Regions from separate parts of the Oryctolagus cuniculus genome. Here region 1 is linked to region 2. A link is a contact called in public Hi-C data. All regions are on one chromosome and are shown on one strand. The core of a region is the stretch at or near the end of the contact, and the rest is flanking DNA. Distances in the headings are between cores, read along the strand shown.

Region 1 (6,844 bases), core at 1,624-4,123, 53 kb after region 2:
TGCCTCTTTGAACTGATGACCAAGGCAGTGACCCTCCTTATACCACTCCAGTCCTGGTGCTGCTCTTAGCAGATGTGGGGTGTTAATTCACTGAGAAATATGGCACAGGCCAGAGAGAGGAGGGGGCTGTGTTGCAGCTTCAGATAACATCAATGTAGATTTCCTGGACCAGATAGATGTCTCCCTACTTACTTTTTAACAAATGACTGATATGGCAGAGTATGTGCAGCTGTGAGATTCAGACAACAGTTCACACCCTAGTCCCCAAGGCCCCATAGCTCAACATAATGCAGAGTGTGGCTGCAGTGCTGTGGATGCAGCCTCAGAAGCATGGTAATAATGAGGTCACTGCTACACGTACAATTGGAAGGGTAGAGTATTTCCCAGTAGGAGTTATCTCCTTAATTTATTCAGCACTCCTGCTATGGCATACATTCTTGGATTACAGCATTTGTATTTAAACGTACCTAACTTAATGAAAAGTCTATGGACTCACAATACAATGAGAGTGAATGCAAGAGGTCCTATGTTGGATTTCTGGGACTGTTGAGAGGGATGTGTGTGTGTGTGTGTGTGTATCTCTATGAGTTTACTGCCACATAAGTGCAAGCGACAGAGACAAACCATACACAAAGGACTTTGAACCTTGGCTTGGTCAGCAGACATGCCTGGCATTTTTGCAGAAAGCCAATCAAAGTTTCTTACCACAACTTAACATGAACCCTCCAAAATAGGAGCAAACAACTGCTCAACTTTTTCTATTAGCTTTTAAATGGAGTCAGAGGGGGCCGTTAGTCATGAGACTATACATCAAATCTTGGGAGGATGACAAAACACAGAAAGCAAAGAGAAGAGGTCACGAGAAAGGTATTATAAAGCAACAGCACAAAAGGCATTGTTTTTAGAGTGTCAGTCTCTCCCTTGGTTCTCAGCAGGTGGAACTAGAATTCCTTTCTAGGTAGGCAGAATCAATTGCTTTTTCCCGTTTGTGTGTGTGTGTGTGTGTGTGTGTGTGTGTGTGTGAACGTTTTGGGACAAACTCAATGAAATCCCTCTCAGTTTGGCTGCTTTTCCTCCCTAATGTTTCCTGACCTGCCCTTTCTTGGCAGTCATGGGCCTCCACAGTCTTTGTCTTCTGGCTACGCAGACAGAACATGTGGTTTGCTTGAAGATGCGTGCTGCACATGCGTATCTCAATAATTTGTGAAATATAATTATGGTGTATTGCTGAAAAAATTTTACATAATCACTTATATGAAGGTACTCTGAAATGTGATTGTAAATGGAATTAATTAGAGGGTAAGTTTATTTTGGTACAAAAAATTTTTGAGATCTATGTACATTAAGGGTCTTCAAAAGGTTCATGGAAAATACCTACTATGAAAAAAATTATGCAGATATTTCAACACATTTTGGCACCAAAATAAAATTATCATTCAATTCCATGCCCATGATTTATTTATTTAAAAAAAATTTATTTGGGGGAGGGAGGGGGAGAGAGACAGAGAGAGAGAGAGAGATGGATGGAGATCCTTTTCTATTTGCTGGTTTACTCCCCAAATGATGCATAAAACCCATCCTTGTTAGTCAAAGCTTGGAGCCAGGAGCTTCATCTAGGTCTCCCATGCTGGGTGGCAGGACCCCAAGTACCGTAGCCACTACGGATGCCTCCCAGGTCTGCATGAACAGGAAACTGGCCTCAGGAACTGCAGCCAGGCATTCAGTCCAGACACTCTGATGTGAGATGTAGGCATCTTAACTGGTGCTGTAACCATGAGGATAAATCCCCAATTCTCGTGAGCTTTGAATCTCAACAACCTAGTGAGAAATCCTAATTAAGACTCACAAGGGTGTCCAAGGCTCCATATCATTCTGTTTCCACTAATCAATGACTTAACTTTTGTTTCACCCTCCAAAGGACTGCAAAGACCAGGGCTGGGCCAGGCCAAAGCCAGGAGCTTGGAATGCCATACAGGTATCCCACATGGGGAGTAGAGGTGGAGGTGGGCAACTCCCACTGCTTTCCCAGGTGCATTAGCAGGGAACTGGATCAGAAGTGGAGCATCCAGGACTGGAACCAGCACTCTGATAGGGAATGTGGGCATTGAAGGTGGTACCTTACCTCTGCACCACAACACCTGCCCCAGAAAAATTTATTCCTTCCCTTGTAGGACCTCTAGCTCATCTGCCTCCAACTTCAGTCTGGCTGGTTGACTTACGACCCACTCAGTAGGACAGGTACTATTTCCATTCATTCATTCTTTCATTCAACCATTCAAAAGGCATTTCTTGAATGCATTTATAAATTGTAGTACTAGATGACTGATATTATTTTTAAATATAATACCCTCAATAAGTACATATTGTTATTTTATCACTGACAAACTACGAATCACAGCAACGCACATGTTAGACCTAGTCCACACAGTGTCACAGCTTGTTCTCTATCATACGGAATGGAGGAAGCAATAGATGATCAACCACTTTTTTTTTCCTTTTGTGCTAATGTGATCCTCCACTGGCTTAGAACACCAAAAGTTGTGTGCTCTCTCTCAGGTCTGTCCAGCTCAGTGGAGAAAATGAGTACATCTGTTCACTAGTCAAATTTGCTCTTTGGAGAAAAAAACTGAAGTTATACAAATATTTGCCATTCCATTAACTTATGTAGTCTACAGACTAATGAACACAGAATGAATTTCTGCTTTTCTGGCTATTTGTCTTGCCATTAGCTAAAACATTATGACAGACTTCATCCGTGACCTAAACAAACCTGATCTATTTAAAAGGCCAGCAAATGCGAAGCTAGTGCTGGATCCCAGTGGAAGACTAATTTTTACAACTCCCAGCCTCTTCGCAGCAGGCCCCTTCTCTGCTTGGTTTCCATTTCGAAATCCTGAAATGAACGTACCGTCCTGACCTCCAGCCATCTGTTGGCAGCTGAGAGAAATAAGTAGGCAATGTTGTTTGTGTCCGTCAGTTCCAGCATACGTTGCTTAAATCTGGCTTCATGCCTGCAGAAAACAAAAGTATGATGATGTTAGCCACACAACACAAGAAGTAATAAAAACCAGTCACACTTGCTACTACGCTATTTACTCAACAAATAGTGACAAACTGATGGGCTGAAATGGACTCCTCCCTCGAAATAAAGAGCAGCTGCTACTGTTCTGCTGCATTCTTAGCAGAGAAGCCGGGGTCAAGTGTTTCTTTCCTTTCTCACATCCCTACTAGGAAAAGGAGTCTTCCTGACAACAAGGTCTATTAAATATTATTTCATAAATTTCCACATCATTATGGTAGCTATGAAAAGAAGCACGGCTAACATTGCAGTCACCTTTCAATCAGCAGCGTGAGTTGCACAGAAGTGCAATGTGCAGCAGACTTTACCTGATTTATATGACTTTTATTTTACTTTCCCAAGTGACAGAGTTAAGAACTGGGTGGGAGGTGCTGGAGGAGAATTGGGGAGGACAGGAAACTTCGCATAGGGCAGCGGCAAAGATATTCTTTTAAAATTCTCTTTTTGCTTGGTGTTTCTGACAACCAAAGATGGAAATTGGGGTGGCAAGAAATACAGGATAGAGAGCTTTGTAGATGTCAACTGCTCTTCTAAGATATCTATAGTCGAAAAGCTCCCAGTTTGTAAGGATGGTCACTGCACAAAAGGAACTCATGGTCCAAGGGGGTTCTAGGATACATACAATTTGAACACTAATCCCTGACAAATTAAGTTCATTCTTCATGTTCAACATCATCAGAATCAATTCTGTGTAACTTATTTTTAAGAGAAGCTGTTAGGCCGGCGCCGCGGCTCACTAGGCTAATCCTCCGCCTAGCGGCGCCGGCACACCGGGTTCTAGTCCCGGTCGGGGCGCCAGATTCTGTCCCGGTTGCCCCTCTTCCAGGCCAGCTCTCTGCTGTGGCCAGGGAGTGCAGTGGAGGATGGCCCAGGTGCTTGGGCCCTGCACCCCATGGGAGACCAGGAAAAGCACCTGGCTCCTGGCTCCTGCCATCGGATCAGCGCGGTGCGCCGGCCGCAGCGTGCCGGCCGCGGCGGCCATTGGAGGGTGAACCAACGGCAAAGGAAGACCTTTCTCTCTGTCTCTCTCTCTCACTGTCCACTCTGCCTGTCAAAAAAAAAAAAAAAAAAAGAGAGAAGCTGTTAATAAAAGCCTGTATATTTGAATATGTGGGTTACCATCTCACAGCAGCTCATGACAAATAGTGTCATTTTTTTTTCTAAATCCCCCAAAATAGTCTTCTTTCATTGCTTGATTACTACCCCCAGAATACCAGAAACAATGGAAACCTGGCTAATTTAATCAAGATAGCTAGTTTGAATATTGGGGAAATGCTGAATCAAAATATGGATTATTCTCTCCTTGTGGCCATGGTTTGTCTCATATAGACTCTGCCATCAATCAGTTATGCTTATAAGGAATGGCCAAGTTTCAGTGACAGACAAGAAGTGACTCCTAGTTGAAAAGACTGTTCCAATCCCCTCACATCTTCAAATAAAATTGCAAAACTTCAGGATAAACCATCCTTGAGTCAGAGAGTGAAGAAGTCCTAGGTAGGCTGTGCACATGGCCACTGAAGCAATCCATACCGGCCAGCATAAAGCAGATACTTGATATTTATCCAAGAAATGGGATCATTCCAATATTCCAAGTCAGAGAAATAATTTCTTCAGACAGCAGCAACATCTGATCATCTACAATTATCGAAGGATCAGCAGTCAGATCCAAATAATGATGTCACTTGGAAGTGTGCAGCCTTGGCCCAAATGCCACGCACATAGGACCTGTGCTGAGAGACAATGCTTTGGGGTGACACTAAGATATCCAAGGAGCTTGCTTCCCTCCAGATTCTTTTAGGGAAGAATATAGTGATTAACCAACAGGCAGGAAGGATCTGCTGGATTTCCTGAGACAGCAGACATGAACTGCGGTATGCACATGAAAGACTCATTCTTTCTGGACTCAGTAGGTAAAGGTTAAGGAGATGTTTATCCATAATTCAGAAACATTTACAAAGTATCAGCTACAAGTGAGATGTCATGCTAGACCCTGGGGCTATACGGAGGAACACGATGTAACCTCGTCACTTGAGGAGCCCACTGTCCGGGGAAGGAAGGAAGCTCTTTGTATTAACAAGCAAGGACGGCGTGGTGCAGCACAGGATTGAGTGCTAACGACCCTATGCATGCAGTGGCGCATGCACGTGAAGGCAGGGCATGGCTTTCAGTGACCCAGAGAAGTCAGTGGAAAAGGGAGAACGGAGCAGAGGGTGGGATGAGGATAGGGAGGATAGTCCGAGTGAGGTTTTAAGGGAGGAACTCAATTTTTCAAGTGACCCAAGTATTCTACGTAGTGGGAAAAACATGAGCAAATGCACAAAAGTGAGAAAGCCCAACATGTTTAGGGGGCTCGAGACAGACCCCTGTCCTTAGAGCACTCAGGTATGGGAGAGACTGGAGATGGGGCCAGCTGGACCACAGCCAATGGACGCCCACACACTGGATCCTGAAACAGTGCCTTGCCTGGACTCCTCTTTGCTCTCCCTTCCCTTTGGGATAGTCTTTCAGATAAGCTCTTAAAGGGTTTGTAAATGGAGCTGGCAATGATGTGGAGCAGCAGGGAGAGGGAGGGGTGAAATGCAGCGAACATTCTTTCTGTGTGTTTCTATTTGGCAAGAAACCTTGTGTTTTCCTAATGGAAACTTTGACACACTCAGTCTGTATCTTTTCATCCGCATCCAGCTCATCTTCTGAACATTCTTAGACCTTTATTCTGTCAGACAAAAAAATAAAAATAGGAAAGGTCACAGGAATCCCAGTCGAATTTAACTGTGAAGCTTTGTGGTCAACTACTTGAGGGAGTTCACGGCTTCATGTGAGTACACCATGAACCCTGGACGCGGGGAGGAAACGGAGTCTCATCAGTAAATATTAACTTTCCGAAAGGGCTCAGGGCTCTGGGGACTCTGGGTAGCTTGGAAGAAAGGAACAGATGGACGGAAAAGAACATGGTCTGAGCACAAGTACCAAATGTAAAGAGTCTAGAATTCTATCTATGACAGCAGGGCCATTCCCACAGTTTCAAGACTGTTTTTGATTTTAGGAAATGCTGCTATTTGGGGCCAGTGCTGTGGTATAGCGGGTAAAGCCGTTGCCTGCAGTGCCGGCATCCCCTATGGGCGCCGGTTTAGGTCCTGGATACTCCACTTCTGATCCAGCTCTTTGCTATGGCCTAGGAAAGCAGTAGAAGATGGCCCAAGTCCTTGGGCCCCTAAACCCATGTGGGAGACCTGGAAGAAGCTTCTGGCTCCTGGCTTCGGATCTGCACAACTCCAGCCATTGCAGCCAACTGGGGAGTGAACCAGCGGATGGAAAACCTCTCTCTCTCCTCTCCTCCTCTCTCTGTGTAACTCTGATTTTCAAAAAAATAGCTCTTTAAAAAATAAAGTGCTATTATTTATGGTATTTATGATAATTTACTTTACATATGAACTCTGGAAAAGCTACATCTGGATGCAAATAATTCTATTTGTTATTTTTATTTTTAAAATTTTTTTTATTTATTGGAAAGGCAGAGTTAGAGAGAGGCAGAGGCAGAGGCAGAGAGGTCATCAATCTGCTGGTTCACTCCCCAAATGGCTGAGCTTCTTCCATGTCTCCCACATCAGAGCAAGGACCCAAGGACTTGGGCCATCCTCGGCTGCTTTCCCACACACATTAGTGGGGAGCTGGATCGGAAGTGGAGCACCCAGGATTCAAACCGGTGCCCATATGAGATGCCAGTGCCACAGGCAGCAGCTTTACCAGCTGTGCCACAGCACCCAC
Region 2 (6,539 bases), core at 2,468-4,967:
TATACAGTATAAAATACAGTGAGGATGGGTGCAAAACACATCAGTTCTGAAAAATAGGATTTTAAATGTAAAAGTATGCCTTACTATTTCAAAATAATAGGTTTTTAGAGATATCTCATTTTGTTCTCTAAGTGATGTAGAGAATATTGAAGCTATTATAGGAAGAATTTGAATCAAAGCTCAGTAAATAACTGGGTAAAGATCTTGTAATGATGACGAGCTTGAGTCCTTTCCATTCCTGCCTACTGCTCTGAAAGGGGCAAAGTGAATGAGCCAGGAAGTGTCGGGATTTTCTTGGGATGTGTCTGCAAACTGTGTATCTCCATATCCTAGTGAATAGGTGTTGATTCACAAGGCTCAGGTTGGACTTTGTAAAGACCCTTGAAAAGCTCTTAAATCATTCTGAAGCTGCTGGTTGAGAGTCAACATGTTTGGTGGTTATGAATTTACTCATTTAACCGCATATCCAGTATTCCTGTGGCTTCTTCATAGAAACAATATGAGCCTTATTGTTGCAATTAACCCCCATTTCAAACTTCTCTCATTTTGTAAATATAAACCATGCATTAGCCAGGCACAATAAGTGAGCAAGGTGGGAAAACTTTGGAGTCCTTGGCATACAGAGTGCAATTCAACAGGAACCCAAGAGGGGTAGGCATGTATATACCGATGACTCTTTGCTAGCTGTTAAGTGGAGTGCAAAAGTTAACTTTTTCCTCTTGTGTGGCAAAAAGAATTCATTGAAAAAAATAGAATAATTGCTTTTTTTTGCACCAGCTAAACACAATAAGATAAATGATATGATCCAGAACCATGGTAAAGAACAGGAATGACCCACAGATGAGGGGCATGGATACGATACAGTCTCCAATAACACATTCATGCTTTACTGAAGAACAGCCCCAGATGTCTTGTTCTAATGCTTCGAGAGACCATTCACCTGCCATATTTTGCATATCATTTATTTTATGGAAAAAATTCAATTCTAAACCTTACATAACCTGCAAGATCCAGCATTTTATGCAAAGCAATCTCAAGAACGAAAATTAAGTAGCTGCTCCTTGGTTCTGTGACAGAGAAAGCTAGGTTGAATAATGAGAAGGAGGAAATGCGTTGCTCTATTTTCTGACTCATGTTAGAACGGCATCTATACAGAGGAGAAAGTGAGTCATTATAAAATAAGAATGGCCAAACTTGTTAGGAAACACGGATGAATATCCATTGAAAAACATTGCTTTCAATTTTGATACTGTGGTTGGACATTGAACTTATGAAAATAAAGGAAAGGCAAAGAGTAAGAATTACTATTAATCATCCTTTGAGATCCCTTTGGGAGTGAATAAAGATTTCTCTGTGTCTATACTTTCAGGAAAAAAAAATTGTTATGGCTGGTTTGTTCTGATTAAGCTATGTAGAGATTAAAGTTTAAATAGTACCATAACACTAAAATAATTAAGAAACCTTAGAAAGTCAAACAATTGAGTAAAAAGTGCAATTTAAAATGTTAAAATTATTCTGCTGAGAAAATCAACTTTTTCCCATTGTATTTTTGACATGACGTCTGTTGACACCAACTGAAATGCTACAGGAAACAGAATGTGCTTCAGAATGCATCTTGTTTGAAAAATAGGAAGTAGCAGTAAACAGCTTTTAATAACCAGTACACTCTGAAATTCGTCTAAAAAACATTGAAAGGCTATCACTTTTCATAATCTCTATATTTAAAATTGTCTAATTTCTTTTTCCTGGGAAAAAGGTGATATATTTGTCCTGTGAATAAAATCTGTCATTTATTTTCAAAGTTTTTATTATTGCATGCACCTTTTTTATCAATATCTGCTATGTATTTATTAAAATATTTTTTGCTATGAGAATGATTTACATTATCTGTATAGGTTTTCAAAAGAAAAACACAGTATTATAGACCACGACAACTGACCTCCAAATACTTCTGAAATAGTGCTTTGTTCTAAAACTAGTATGCTAATGATCACCTGTATTTTTCGCCTACATTTAACTTTGAGGCCAAAATTGTTGACAAATTTGAGAAAAGAAAATAATATCTACTGGTGGTAAAAGTAATGGGTCCATTCAATATCATTTTCTGTCCTCAAAATCTCAGCTGGAGTCTGTGGTTGGGCTCTGTGAATACGACTACTGCTTCCCTCCCTCCAGGGCAGGCACTGCAGCCACAGAGCAAAGGAAACAGTGCACAAGCTCACTCTGCTTTGCTTCTTGCAGTGCAAAGCAGCGCAAAGCAGGTCTCCTAGGACTTCAGGGTCATGAAAAGTCTCATTCTTTACAGTTTCCTGGCAGTGCAGTCCTGTTCAAGGTCCTTTGCTTTGTGCATGCTTTGAATTGGGAAATTTATTCAGAATATGCCCTGGAAATTTTTCCTGTATTATTTCTATCTTTTTGCTTCTAAGAGAACTTTTTTTTTTTTGCAATTGATATAAATTATCTCTGTCTTTCAACAAAACAAACAGTCCAACTAAATCCGCTTAGGCCATGCGAGAATTGAGAGGGCAATCACTAAAATAAAATGTACCTTAGCACTTCTTGAAATACTTAATGATCAAGGAAGAAGCCAAAGTTAGGTAATAGAAGACTGTCTTGTTCTCTTACAACTTTGAAAGAAGACCACAACATTAATTTATTTCCAGATAACCTCTTCCATGAAAATTTGGGACTAAGTTTCATTAAAAATTAATACGATCTTACTCTGAATCTTAACTTTGCCTTCACTGGGTTTTAAAATTCAATCAGCTCTGTTAAGATGATCTTGATAAAGAAGAGCTTATATTTATTTCAGTTATTAAATTTTTAGTAGATTTTTAAAATCCAGGACACCCCCCCACATTGCCTTCTCCATTTTCTAATTTTTGAACACACTTATGCATGAGAGAATTCATGGAAAAATAGTACCAACAGTCACACAGTGATTTTTTTTTTTTGATAACCAGATTATTACCACTGACACTGGAACAATGCACAGCTTCTTCAAACTGAAACTGAATGAGTGCCTTCTTGGAGTAAGGGGTGCTGTGGAATTCATTAACCTACAGTTGTTGAATACGAGGTGTAGCACTCGGGCCAGCGCCAAGAATGGAAGTGTCACACTTTCAGGGACTCTTCATCCACAAAGCTACACTTAGAAAGATTTGCAATGTGTTGGCTGTGGCTTTTCTCCCTGTCATGTTGCTTTTTTGTTTCTGAAGGATCTAAAAGAAACCCTTGATCTTTTTTTTTTCCAGCAAAATAACAGGATGCTAAGAGGAAGGGCATCCTAACATTTTGCTGCTGCCTCACTTTCAACCCCAGCCTCGCCCCCCGCGCGCTCCCACCTGACGTTGGTGACACACACTGTGGACTCCAAAGCACTCTTCTCCATGCCGCCCTTTTCCATGTAGGCGTAGATGTCGCCGTGGGCAAAGGCCACCAGCCACCACATGATGGCGAAGAGCAGCCAGCTGCAGAGGAAGGACATGGTGAAGATGACCAGCGTGTGGCGCCACTTGAGGTCCACCAGGGTGGTGAAGATATCCTGCAGGAAGCGCCCCTGCTCGCGAATGTTCTTGTGCGCCAGGTTGCAGGCCCCGCTCTTGGCGATGAAGCGCGCTTTGGGCAGGCGGTCGCGGATGCGCGGCTTGCGCAGGTTTTCCGCGGCGATGCGCGCCAGCACATATTCCTCCGGGATGATGCTCTTTCGGGCCAACATGGTCCCGTCAGCATAGCCAGCCTATCCACCTGCCTCTGCCCAGCCTCTGCTGCCCTGGGGACCCGTCCTCCTGCAGAGGGAAATGTGGATTAAACACTGGAAGAAAGAACCCCCCCGAACGTCAGTTGCTCACCTCTGTAGTCCTACTCCGGGACAAGCCAAAACAAACAAAAAAACCGCGACTGGCTGCGCTTGGTTAGGTTCTGGGCTCGCAGCAAAGTTAATCTGATTGGAATCGGGACCATTGTTTGGATGTCGTCATTCCGAACACACTTGGGGGGCACAGGCTCCGTTCAATAAAGCAGGAGGCAGCCTGGAGGCAGCAAGCGCTAAAATAATTCTTTGCGATTAACCGATTAACCGCATCTGCCCGTGAGTTCAGAGGCACCTGCGCGCGGCGCGGAGGAGGAAAACCGAGACCAGCTGGGTACTGGAGCATTGACAGATGGAGCAATAGTACAAGTAAAGAGGGAGAAAATTCTTCCCCTGTTTTTACAACAGCAGAGGCCGCGTGGCCTCGTGCGTCTTAGGAACTCGTTAAAAGCAACCTCACACAATCACATTCAGTGCGCTACGCAACTCGAACATAACGAAGAATAGTTTGCAAGGGGAAGGAAGGGCGAGCTGCGTTTCCAAAAACGCACGAAAAAGTTGCCTGTGGAGTCCCGCCACACTCCAAACTTCTTTGCAACGAACGGGGCAAACCCGATCTGCGCGCAAACCCGCAGCGCCGTGGGCTGCGGGCTGTGGCGGGGTCAAGGCAGCGCCGCGGTGCTTGGCCTGTTCAGCCTTTGGCGGGGACGCGGGCAGCCTCCCCCTCCCGTGCCCCGGAGGCGCGCCGAGACTTACAGACTGCGAGCCCCGCGCGCGGCCGCTGCCCCTCGCGGCTCCCGCGGGCGCACCGCGGGCGGCTCCACGGCGCTCCCATGCCGGCGCCGCGCGGGAAGCCGGGGCCCCAGCGCCGGAGGCACGGATCCGGGCGCCGCTGGTCCCAAGCTGCAGAGCGATAAAACTAAAGGTGCACGGGGAGTCCGCGCGCGGGGAGGGCTGGAGGAAGGGGTGGGTGGGTGGGTGGGTGTGGACCCCCCTTTCCCCTCCCCCGGCTCAGCGCTGCGCCCTGGGCCCCTGCTGGCTGCAGCCGAGGTTTTGGGGGCACGGAGCTTGGGAGGGATGCTCCTCAAAATCAGCCTTCCCCGCGAGGGCTCTGATGTGCGCCAGGGGTGGGGGCGGGAGGGCCCGGGCCGGGGGAGGGGCGGCCCGGGGAGGGCGGGGCCCGCCGTGCGCGCTGGGTTCCCAGTAGCCGCGACCCCCTGCGCTCGCGGGACACCGCAGGCTTTAAAAGGCTCTGCGCGAGGGGGAGAGCTGTGCAGTCCAAGATAGCTGACGTAAGGCGATCTGTATTTTTATTTTCACTTTATTTTGTAACCTGGGCAGATAGCTGGGCTATTTCAGGCTGAATTAAGCGAGAGTAAGAGAGAGATGCAAAGATATTCTTGCGAGGCGTTCAAGCTGTGTACAGCACACACAGTGAAACTGGTGTTAAATTTCCGTCGAAAAGGAACGGTGCCGGTGGTTGGTGTCCTGAAGCTTCAGCCACTTCTCAGGGAATTAACACACACAACTACCACGACCAAAAAAAAAAAAAAAAAAAAAAACCAGAAAAGGACTGGTGTTCTCGTCCAATGAAGAAATGTTACCCCAATCAGGACCGCTGTCAACACTGGAGCACTGACCCGGCCCTGCGGGCTGCAGCAATGGGCTGCCCCCTGACAGCCTGTGGCTTCGCGCTCTTGTCTGGAGTGTCTGATGGATAAGACAGGCCAGTGGCGCGCAGGAATGAGCATAGGGCGGTTAACTTCCCATAGCTTGTTGCAAACGAGCCAGCGGAGACAAATGAATGGGCTTTCTCCTACAGGTCGAACTGCGTCGTGCTTTTGGCACTTGAGTTAATGGATACTTGAATTCTTGAAAATATCATGCATTTTCCAAGATTCAAGGCCAAAAGTGTATGGAGCATAAACACTGTGTGTAATGACCAGAAATCCTAAAATTAGTATTTAATGAAGGCAGATGGATAGTTTTTCCCCCTTGTGGAGAGATGTGCTTAACCCCTTCATGCCTAGGGAACCTGGTCTGTTACTGGTTGCTTTTATGTACTCTCGTTAGTTTTTGCAGTAGTGTGTGAATATCTGTTTGTGAAGTTGATCCCTTGCACTTTTATTTTACAATTAAGTTTGCTGTACAATTTATTATCCATTATTTTAACTCAGACTCCTATTTTGTAAAGTTAATTTTTTAGGTTTGCATATCTAGAAATATATAAATATGTAAATGATTATTGCTGATGCTAAAGAAAGTTAATTATAAAAGACATTGATAATTTAATGCACGCAAGAATGATTAGAAATTGAAAGTAAATACAACAAAATGAGAGTTCAAATTAGAGACATTTAAGACTCAGACTAAAGAAATACTGTGGATTATTGGACATCTGATTAGATATATTTGGAGTATAGAGAAAATCAGAGGAAAAACATTCCACAGAGAGGAAATGGCATGAGCACAGTCCAGGAGTATGGTAAGAGTGGGCTGTATGTTAGAAAGATGATTAATTTAATCAGCATTGCTGAAGCCATGTGGGATTGGGCACTGGAATCCAGGACTCTGCTAAGCAGGCTCTGTCACCACCGTTCTTAAAACATAATGACTTATTCATATTCCTGTCCTACCTAAGCCTATCCCCATGCGAAGAACTGCTCGAGGGTATGGAGCACTGTACAGAGGTGCTCAAAAAATATTTTTCAATCAATGAATGGAAAAC

The links. Hi-C and Micro-C count contacts between places; a contact is called where the count stands out from the background.
Region 1: a contact with region 2 is called in a Hi-C map of an unstated tissue, with 2.2 times the contacts expected there. The contact joins the enhancer-like site here to the promoter of KCNJ8 in region 2. A contact is called at or near these places in 2 of 6 Hi-C or Micro-C datasets (psoas muscle and an unstated tissue).

What each region holds. Positions count from the first base shown.
Region 1 is chr9:119,108,143-119,114,986 of mOryCun1.1, forward strand. It overlaps ABCC9 (ATP binding cassette subfamily C member 9), which reads right to left. Exons shown (of 41, transcript NM_001082044.1): 31 at 2,909-3,011. The region is part of intron 1 of LOC108176990 (a long non-coding RNA gene); the gene reads left to right. Among named protein-coding and RNA genes, the nearest start is that of KCNJ8, 54 kb to the left of the region's middle. Within about 2 kb of position 2,874, at least 1 of the 8 cell types and tissues checked has an H3K27ac peak or open chromatin away from gene starts, as enhancers often do.
Region 2 is chr9:119,054,104-119,060,642 of mOryCun1.1, forward strand. It overlaps KCNJ8 (potassium inwardly rectifying channel subfamily J member 8), which reads right to left and starts at 3,718. Exons shown (of 2, transcript NM_001082140.1): 1 at 3,345-3,718. The coding sequence starts at 3,718. LOC108176990 (a long non-coding RNA gene) reads left to right here and starts at 4,601. Exons shown (of 5, transcript XR_007921056.2): 1 at 4,601-4,736.